Linked DNA regions of Mus musculus: region 1 is linked to region 2. A link is a contact called in public HiChIP or PLAC-seq data. All regions are on one chromosome and are shown on one strand. The core of a region is the stretch at or near the end of the contact, and the rest is flanking DNA. Distances in the headings are between cores, read along the strand shown.

The links. HiChIP or PLAC-seq counts read pairs in DNA pulled down with a chosen protein or histone mark.
Region 1: an H3K27ac HiChIP or PLAC-seq map of embryonic stem cells shows a contact between it and region 2, with 5 read pairs. The contact joins two enhancer-like sites. A contact is called at or near these places in 1 of 484 Hi-C or Micro-C datasets (nephron progenitors), 1 of 115 datasets of contacts at active chromatin or transcription factors (embryonic stem cells) and 3 of 9 other capture datasets (adipose tissue, liver and pancreatic islet).

The regions. Positions count from the first base shown.
Region 1 is chr7:30,142,413-30,146,541 of GRCm38.p6, reverse strand. No RefSeq gene overlaps it. Among named protein-coding and RNA genes, the nearest start is that of Zfp382, 23 kb to the right of the region's middle. Within about 2 kb of position 2,846, at least 161 of the 459 cell types and tissues checked have an H3K27ac peak or open chromatin away from gene starts, as enhancers often do. A contact at or near this core is called in embryonic stem cells, where this site is marked.
Region 2 is chr7:30,032,453-30,036,423 of GRCm38.p6, reverse strand. Zfp14 (zinc finger protein 14) reads left to right here. Exons shown (of 5, transcript NM_178733.5): 5 at 1-65. Among named protein-coding and RNA genes, the nearest start is that of Zfp14, 17 kb to the left of the region's middle. Within about 2 kb of position 1,568, at least 10 of the 459 cell types and tissues checked have an H3K27ac peak or open chromatin away from gene starts, as enhancers often do. A contact at or near this core is called in embryonic stem cells, where this site is marked.

The sequences.
Region 1 (4,129 bases), core at 1,597-4,096, 110 kb before region 2:
TACTCTTCACAGTGGGGCAGATGCTAACTGCCCCCACATTCAAGATTTATTTATTTATTTCATGTATATGAGTACACTGTAGCTGTCTTCAGACACCCCAGAAGAGGGCATCAGATCCTATTACTGATGGTTGTGAGCCACCATGTAGTTGCTGGGAATTGAACTCAAGACCCCTGGAAGAGCAGTCAGTGCTCTTAACTGCTGAGCCATTTCTGGTAAGTAATTCTCACTCCAACCTCTCTCCAGCCCAAGATGCCTGCCCTTTTAACAGGATGGCAGCTTCTGGTTCAGTCACAGTGAAACCCCACAGTAAGTTAGTACAGCAAATGAGGCAAATACCAAGCATCCTTCATTCTAACCCAGAAATCCTATTTTCCCTTCTGTAAAGTTCTGTGTCCATTAATTTAACCCATACATCAACAGGCTGGAAAGCTGAGAATAATACATCTTTATCTGGGTAAACTGCTTTTTACAACGTAATTTTTGAGCAGTGGGGTGGGGGCGTATGCTTCTTTTTCATAAGCAAGAGGCTTCTTGCACCCTGGGGCCACTAGGAACTAAAGTTGTGCGAGAATTCTTGACCCAAACGTATGTGACAAGAGGAAGTAATTCTCACCTCAACACTGGATGAAGACCCCAAGGGCGGTATCTGCTTGGGTTATGTTGGCTCCTATCCAAGAAGACCCAGTGGACAAACAAGATCCCGCCCAAACAGGTGGGCCCTGCATATCCAGGTGAACAGGAGGCGGCAGCTGGAGAAGAGGCTGGACACAGAGAAAGGATGTGTAACTGGGGGGGGGGGGGTCCCAGAAAGCAGCTTCTCGTAGGAAATAAGTAGCGATAGATGCTACATTACAGTTGCCAGTTACGCTGGCCTCCTGTTGTCCTCGAGATAAAATGGAGGTTGGAGAATTGGGGAAAGGGGGTGTCATGTGTGCACCTTTCACAATGTAGGTTTTTAAAAGCAGGAAGATTTTGCCTTAAAAAATAATAATGACAAGAAGGAGTTTCTGTGGCTAAAGAGATGGCTCAGAGGCTGGCGCTGTGGCAGAGGACCTGAGTTCAGTTCCTAGCACCACCGTGGACAGTTCCCAGCAGCTAGTAACTGCAGATCCATCCAGGACATCTGGTGTTCTCTTGAGGGAACACACACACACACACACACACACACACACCCCAAAGCTTCAAGTCTAATTAGCTAAATGAAACTGATCTGATTTTTTTGGTTTTTTTAAAAAGTATCTTAAGAATGGTTTGCAGAATTTTTTTCTGAGGCCCTAAGGTTGAGCTGGGAGGGTGAGAGTGGACTTGTGTAAGTTAGGCAAGTGCTCTTAACCACTGAGCTGCACTCCCCATTGGTTTTTTAAACTGTAAATTCTCAATGGTGCTTTGCTTATTCTAACATATTAGTCATCATTCACTCTGCGGTTTCTCAATCTACAGTGATGCTCCCTCAAATTTTTATTTTTCTTCATTAAAAATAATTAAGGGGCTGGAGAGATGGCTCGGAGGTTAAGAGCACTTGACTACTCTTCCAGAGGTCCTGAGTTGAAGTCTCAGCAACTACATGGTGGCTCACAGCCATCTGTAACAGCCCTCTTCTGGTGTGTCTGAAGACAGCTACAGTGTAGTCATAGGAATAAAATAAATTTAGAAAAATAATTAAAACAAAAATCTCAGCACACACCTTTAATCCCAACACTCTGGAGGCAGCAGTAGATGGATCCCTTTTAATTCGAACTCAACTAGGGCTACACAGTGAGTTCCCATTCCAAAAAATGTAAAATAAAATAATGAATAGATCAGCAGAGAGTGGTGGCACTTGTCCTTAGTCCCCGCACTCTGGGTGCAGAGGCAGATGGATTTCTGAGTTCGAGGCCAGCCTGGTCAATAGAGTGAGTTCCAGGACAGTCAGGGCTACACAGAGAAACCCTGTCTCGAAACAAAATAAAAGGAATCAGCCAATTACACTTTTTTTTTTTTTAAAGATTTATTTATTTATTATATGTAAGTACACTGTAGCTGTCTTCAGACACTCCAGAAGAGGGAATCAGATCTCGTTACGGATGGTTGTGAGCCACCATGTGGTTGCTGGGATTTGAACTCCTGACCTTCGGAAGAGCAGTCGGGTGCTCTTACCCACTGAGCCATCTCACCAGCCCCCCAATTACACTTTTTAAGTTGCCCATGAAAATAAAACAGCAACTATTATGGAAGTTTAAACAATGCCAACTAGCCAAGACGAGTTTTCTCACGTACTCCACTAGCGTCACATAATAAGCAACTTCACGAGTCCTCATGGACTTCGAACACAAACACTTCAAAATTCGACTCAATCAAAATGGTATTGACCACTTGTAGTCTACATCCTAGAGGCCCCCAAGGCAACTGCAATCCCGTTCACTCTCCAGAGTCCTAAGCTGTCAAACAAATCGACTCACTTTAAATCGCAGACACACTCGTTTCCCCCTTACCATTCGGGTTAACAATCGTTTCCTAAAACTGTCCTATACAGAACAGACTCAAAAAGACACACAAGTGGAGTCTTCTGGGCAAGAATCCAAACAAACCAAAACTCTGGCGCGGGCCGGGCTCGCTTCCCTCCTTCCCTCCGGGAGGCGCGCCCTCAGCTCCCGCCCTGGCTACATTCTCTCCGCTCGCTGCCTCTACTGCCTGGGCTCCCCCTGTACTCCCCGGGTTTTTTCTTCTTTGTCTACCCTAACCCAGCCTTCCCCTTCAGCTTGCCCAGCCGGGCTCGCTCAATACCCGCCCACTTCACCCAGACCCATTGGGATCACCTCCGACCGCTGGTTAGAACTGTGCGCCTGCGCGGGGAGGCGCGCTCGTTCTATCCCGGGGGTCTTTGCGGTGGGTCGGTGGTGTTGCTGGCCACACTCACCTTCCTGACATCCGGGTTTTGCAGACCTTGCACTACATTTCCCACCGACCACCGGGCCACGTTCAAACCTCTGATTTTTGGGTCTGAGTCTGGCTTGCTTGCACCAGAACTCCAAAGTGGAGTTCGCGTTTGTGTGTGCCTACTTGCGGGCGTTTGTGTGATGAGGCCATGATTAAATGCGTGGCTGGGCTTGGGTACCTGCGCTGACAAGGAGCCTTTTGAGTGACTTCCATGATTTGTGATGTGGGCTGTGATGGATTTGAAGTCCTCCATCGTTAGGATGCTGCTGCCTTGACTTAGTATTATACTGACTGGGTTCATGGGGCAGGGCTCCATTCCTGCACTTCCAATTTGTTTAGAGTCTGTTGAGGAGTGTGCTTTTGCCTCTGAAGACTAAAAATGGTGCTTACATTAAACAGTCACCTTCCAATGAAGCATGGATTGATTGTTTTCCTCGGGGACTCCTGGCCTCCGGTGCCTGAGTAAATACAGCCAGGTATCAGTAGAATGAGTGCCTAGCTCGACGCCAATTTTTGATTTTTGTTTTTTGAGACTGGTCTCTCAGTTATGTACTTCTGGTTGTCCTGGATCTCCCGATATAAACCAAACAGGTCTCAAACACAAAGATCTACAACTCTCTGCCTCTGAGGTCCTGGGATTAAAGGAATGAATCATGACACTTGGCCTTTTATTTTTGTCTATCTGCATTTTTTTTCAAAAGGTTGCCAATAAGTCTGGCATGGTAGTGCACACCTTAAATTCCGGTCGGGACTGGGGAGGCAGAGGCAGGCAATCTCTGAGTTCTAGCCCAGCCTGGGCTACAGAGTGAGTTCCAGGGTCGCCAGGGCCACACAGAGAAACCCTGTGCTTTGCTGCCTCCTTCCTTCCTAGCCCTGCAGTCTTGAACCCTGGCTCTGTAAATGCTCCTTCTAGCTGGGACGGCGGTAAGCTTTTGTAGAAAGAAAGATGGTGGTAGATCTTGCTGAGCTCCTGTCATCCGTTCCTCCCACAACTCACTCCAACACACACTCAGCGGCTGAACAGCAAGATCTGAGGGATGGTGGCATGCTCTCTGAAGACCGTTTCTCTTTTCGACTCACTTAGTTTCAAACAAGTCTTCAACGTTTCACAACCCCCTCCCCAAATGCAGCATATGATAGGAACCAAGGGTATAGACTCAGGAGCCTGTCGGGACACATTTATATTCAAACCATAACTTGAGATTCTGAG
Region 2 (3,971 bases), core at 319-2,818:
ATACAAACAGAAATCACACAAATAAATACCGTGCACACACAAATAAATAAAGAAGCTTTATAGTCAATATATGCCCAGATTGGTATATTTTCTCTTTAAAAAAAAAAATATGTAAGTACACAGTTGCTGTCTTTAGACACACCAGAAGAGGGCATTAGATCCCATTACAGATGGTTGTAAGCCACCATGTGGTTGCTGGGAATTGAACTCAGGACCTTTGGAAGAGTAGTCAGTGCTCTTAATCACTGAGCCATCTTTCAAGCCCAGTTTGCTGTATTTTCTCTTTCTTTCTCTCTCTCTCTCTCTCTCTCTCTCTCTCTCTCCCTCCCTCCCTCCCTCCCTCCCTCCCTCCCTCCCTCCGTCCCTCTCTCTCTCTCTCTCTTTCTTTCTTTCTTTCTTTCTTTCTTTCTTTCTTTCTTTCTTTCTTTCTTTCTTTCTTTCTTTCTTTTGGTTTTTCGAGACAGGGTTTCTCTGTATAGCTCTGGCTGTCCTGAAACTCACTCTGTAGACCAGGCTGGCCTCGAACTCAGAAATCCGCCTGCCTCTGCCTCCCGAGTGCTGGGATTAAAGATGTGCACCACCACGCCCTGCTCCCTTAAGCAATTTTAATCAGTAAATGCAGAAGAAAAAAAATAGAATTGAGGGATTCACTGTTTTCTAGATTCTAGTGCCATGATGTGCCCAGAAGGATCTTTGTTGAATCCTAGACTGGGCCACAGAGGAGGGCTATGTCTAAAGTGAAGGAGGGAAAATCAACAAAAGAAAGGCAGTTGACAAAACCAGGTGTAGTGGTGCCCAACTTTAATCCAGTACTCAGAAGGCAGAAACAGGCAAATGTATGAGAGTGTGAGGCCAGCCTGGTCTACAGAGTGACTTACAGGACAGCCAAACCTACACAAAGGAACCCTGTCGGAAAAAAAATTATTTATATATATGTATGTATGTATATATATATATATGGACCTGACAGAATTTAGAGCAGCAAAACATTGCGAGTGACTGAATGGGTTGTTTGATCATGGAGGGCGATTGTTCCATGTCTTTTGTATGTGCTTGAAATATCAATATTTTAAAAAACAAAACAAATTGGAAACTAGTTGGGAAGTAAGCTGTCTGCATATCTACGCTGGTTAAATGCCACCAAAGCAACGTGAAGGCAAGTGACAGCCTTTGATTATCAGGGGAGTTCTCTTTATGGACTTGCCACATAAAATAGGTGTTGACCATCAAGAACCATAAATAAATAAATCCAGTGCCAAACCAAGCACAAGCTTTAGGAAATAGCTCATAACAAAGTTTTTCAAATTATCTTCATGTTAAAATAAGCTTGGTTATATACATTTATATTAGGTGTGCAGTCGCATCTGTGCTGCCCGCACTCAGAAAGCCAATACAGGAGATACTGGAATTTAATCCCCTCTCAACAAACAGTAACAATGATGACAATAAAAACTAGACCACCTGAGGGAGATGGCTCAGCAAAGTGCATGCTGCTACAGCATGGTGTCTTGGGATCTCTGGCAACGATGGAGAAATGAGGCGAGGTCTTTTCATCTGCCGATAACCGCAGCACAGGGCAGTGGTGGCGTGTGTGGCACTGATGGATCCCTGTCTGGCCATCACTGAAGCTCCCGGTTCAGTGAGAAATCCTGTCACAAACAAGGTGAGCGGGGCATGGTGATGCACACCTGTGACCCCAGCACCCCAAGACAGAGGCAGGTGGATGGCTGAATTTGAAGACCCTGGTCTACATAGGAATCCCAGGCCAGTTGGGGCTCCATGATGAGAGAGTGAGACTGTCTCGAGGTGGAAAGCTGCTGAGGAAGCCATCTGATGTCAGCTTCCCATCCCCTCAGCTCTACACTCGCGCACGCGCACACGCGCAGCACGCGCGCAGGCGCACCAAACATGGGGGGGTGGGAAGCTCTGAAAAGCAGTATCTAGACAAGCTTCATGCTTCCAAGCCATGTCTTTTGTGATGGGAGTGGCACTGTTAGAAGGTGTGGCCTTGTTGGAGTAGGTGTGTCACTGTGGGTGTGGGCTTTAAGACCCTCATCCTAGCTGCCCGGAAGCCAGTATTCTGCTAGCAGCCTTCAGGTGAATTTGTAGAACTCTCAGCTCCTCCTGCACCATGCCTGCCTGGATGCTGCCATGTTCTCGCTTTGATGATAATGAACTGAACCTCTGAACCTGTAAGCCAGTCCCAATTTAAATGTTGTCTTTATAAGAGTTGCCTTGGTCATGGTGTCTATTCACAGCAGTAAAACTCTAAAACATCTCCCTACGGTCTAAGTGAAGAGCTGTAAAACTTTACCTCCTAGTGTATAAAATGAGGACATGATCACTCCCAGGTGTGGCTGAGGAGGTGTTTATTGTAGATAAGAGGGAGAGCACAGCCAGAGGCATCTGGAAGAGTCCAAAGCAGGGAGAGAAAGTACACTATACACGGACAGTAGACTGATCTGGGCCATGAGAGGAGAGAGACGGGAAGAGAGAGAAGATCAAGCAGACGGAGAGAGGACCAAAACGGTGCATGGCAGTCTGGGTTCTGTAAGTAAGCCGAGCAAGCTGTGAAGAGCAAGCCAGTAGACAGCACCCTCCATGGTCGCTGCATCAGCTCCTGCCTCCACTTCCTACTGTACTTGAGTTCCTGTCCTGACTTCCTTCAGTGATTCACAGCAACACAGAAGTGTAAGCCAAATAAACCTTTTCCTCTCCAAATGGCCTTTGATCATGGTGTTTCACCACAGCAATAATAATCACGAGTAAGGCAGATGGCTATATGCATAGCTCTGAGCATATTAAAGAATTTGAGTAGCCGGGTGTGGTGGCACATGCCTTTAATCCCAGCACTCGGGAGGCAGAGGCAGGCGGATTTCTGAGTTCGAGGCCAGCCTGGTCTACAAAGTGAGTTCCAGGACAGCCAGGGCTACACAGAGAAACCCTGTCTCAGAAAAACCAAAAAAAAAAAAAAAAAAAAAAAAGAATTTGATAATTTATAATTAACTTGATAATTATCTTTAACACTTTACAAGTTAGTAGCTTATATAAAGTTAGGATTTTACAATTTTATCTATGTTAAGTTTTAGCCTTAAAATTTTGAATTGAAAATCCGTTGGCATTAAAACCAAACTTTAAACGATAAATACAGTTGTAAAGACAAAGAGGCTGACCAGGAGTGGGGTATTGCTGTGATACGCCTGACCATGTTTTTATAAGAAGAAGAAAAAAAAAGACAAAGAGGCTGGAAATATATCTTCAAGTCAATTTCTGCCCTGAATAGACGTTAGGAATTTATAAAGTTTACTTATAAGCACATGTTGTTCCTTATTTAAAAATTTATAGAAGTCTGCTGTTGAACACAGCAGAGATATTTGTGGTTAGACATACACCTCTGAGCCAGCTGTTATTAATCTGAGTAGGCCTTTATAACTGTAGGAATTTCTAAATCTTTTTTTGTTTGTTTGGTTTTGGTTTTTTCAAGACAGGGTTTCTCTGTGTAGCCTTGGCTATCCTGGAACTCACTTTGTAGACCAGGCTGGTCTTGAACTCAGAAATCTGCCTGCTCTGCCTCCCAAGTGCTGGGATTAAAGGTGTGCGCCACCACCGCCCGGCCCAGGAATTTATAAATCTTATTTATTAACTTTTTTTTTTAAAGATTTATTTATTTATTTATTTATTTATTTATTTATTTATTTATTTAATGTATATAAGTACACTGTAGTTGTCTTCAGACACATTGCAGATGGTTGTGAGCCACCATGTGGTTGCTGAGATTTGAACTCAGGGCCTTTGGAAGAGCAGTCGGTGCTCTTAACCACTGAGCCATCTTTCAAGCCCCTTATTAACTATTTCTTATTCATCAAACATATGTTGCTTCTTTTCTAAGATTTTCCCAAATCCTGCCTGGTTTTAAGCACAGTTAGCAAAGACATAAGTGGATAGACATACATCTCTAAATCCGTCTCTAT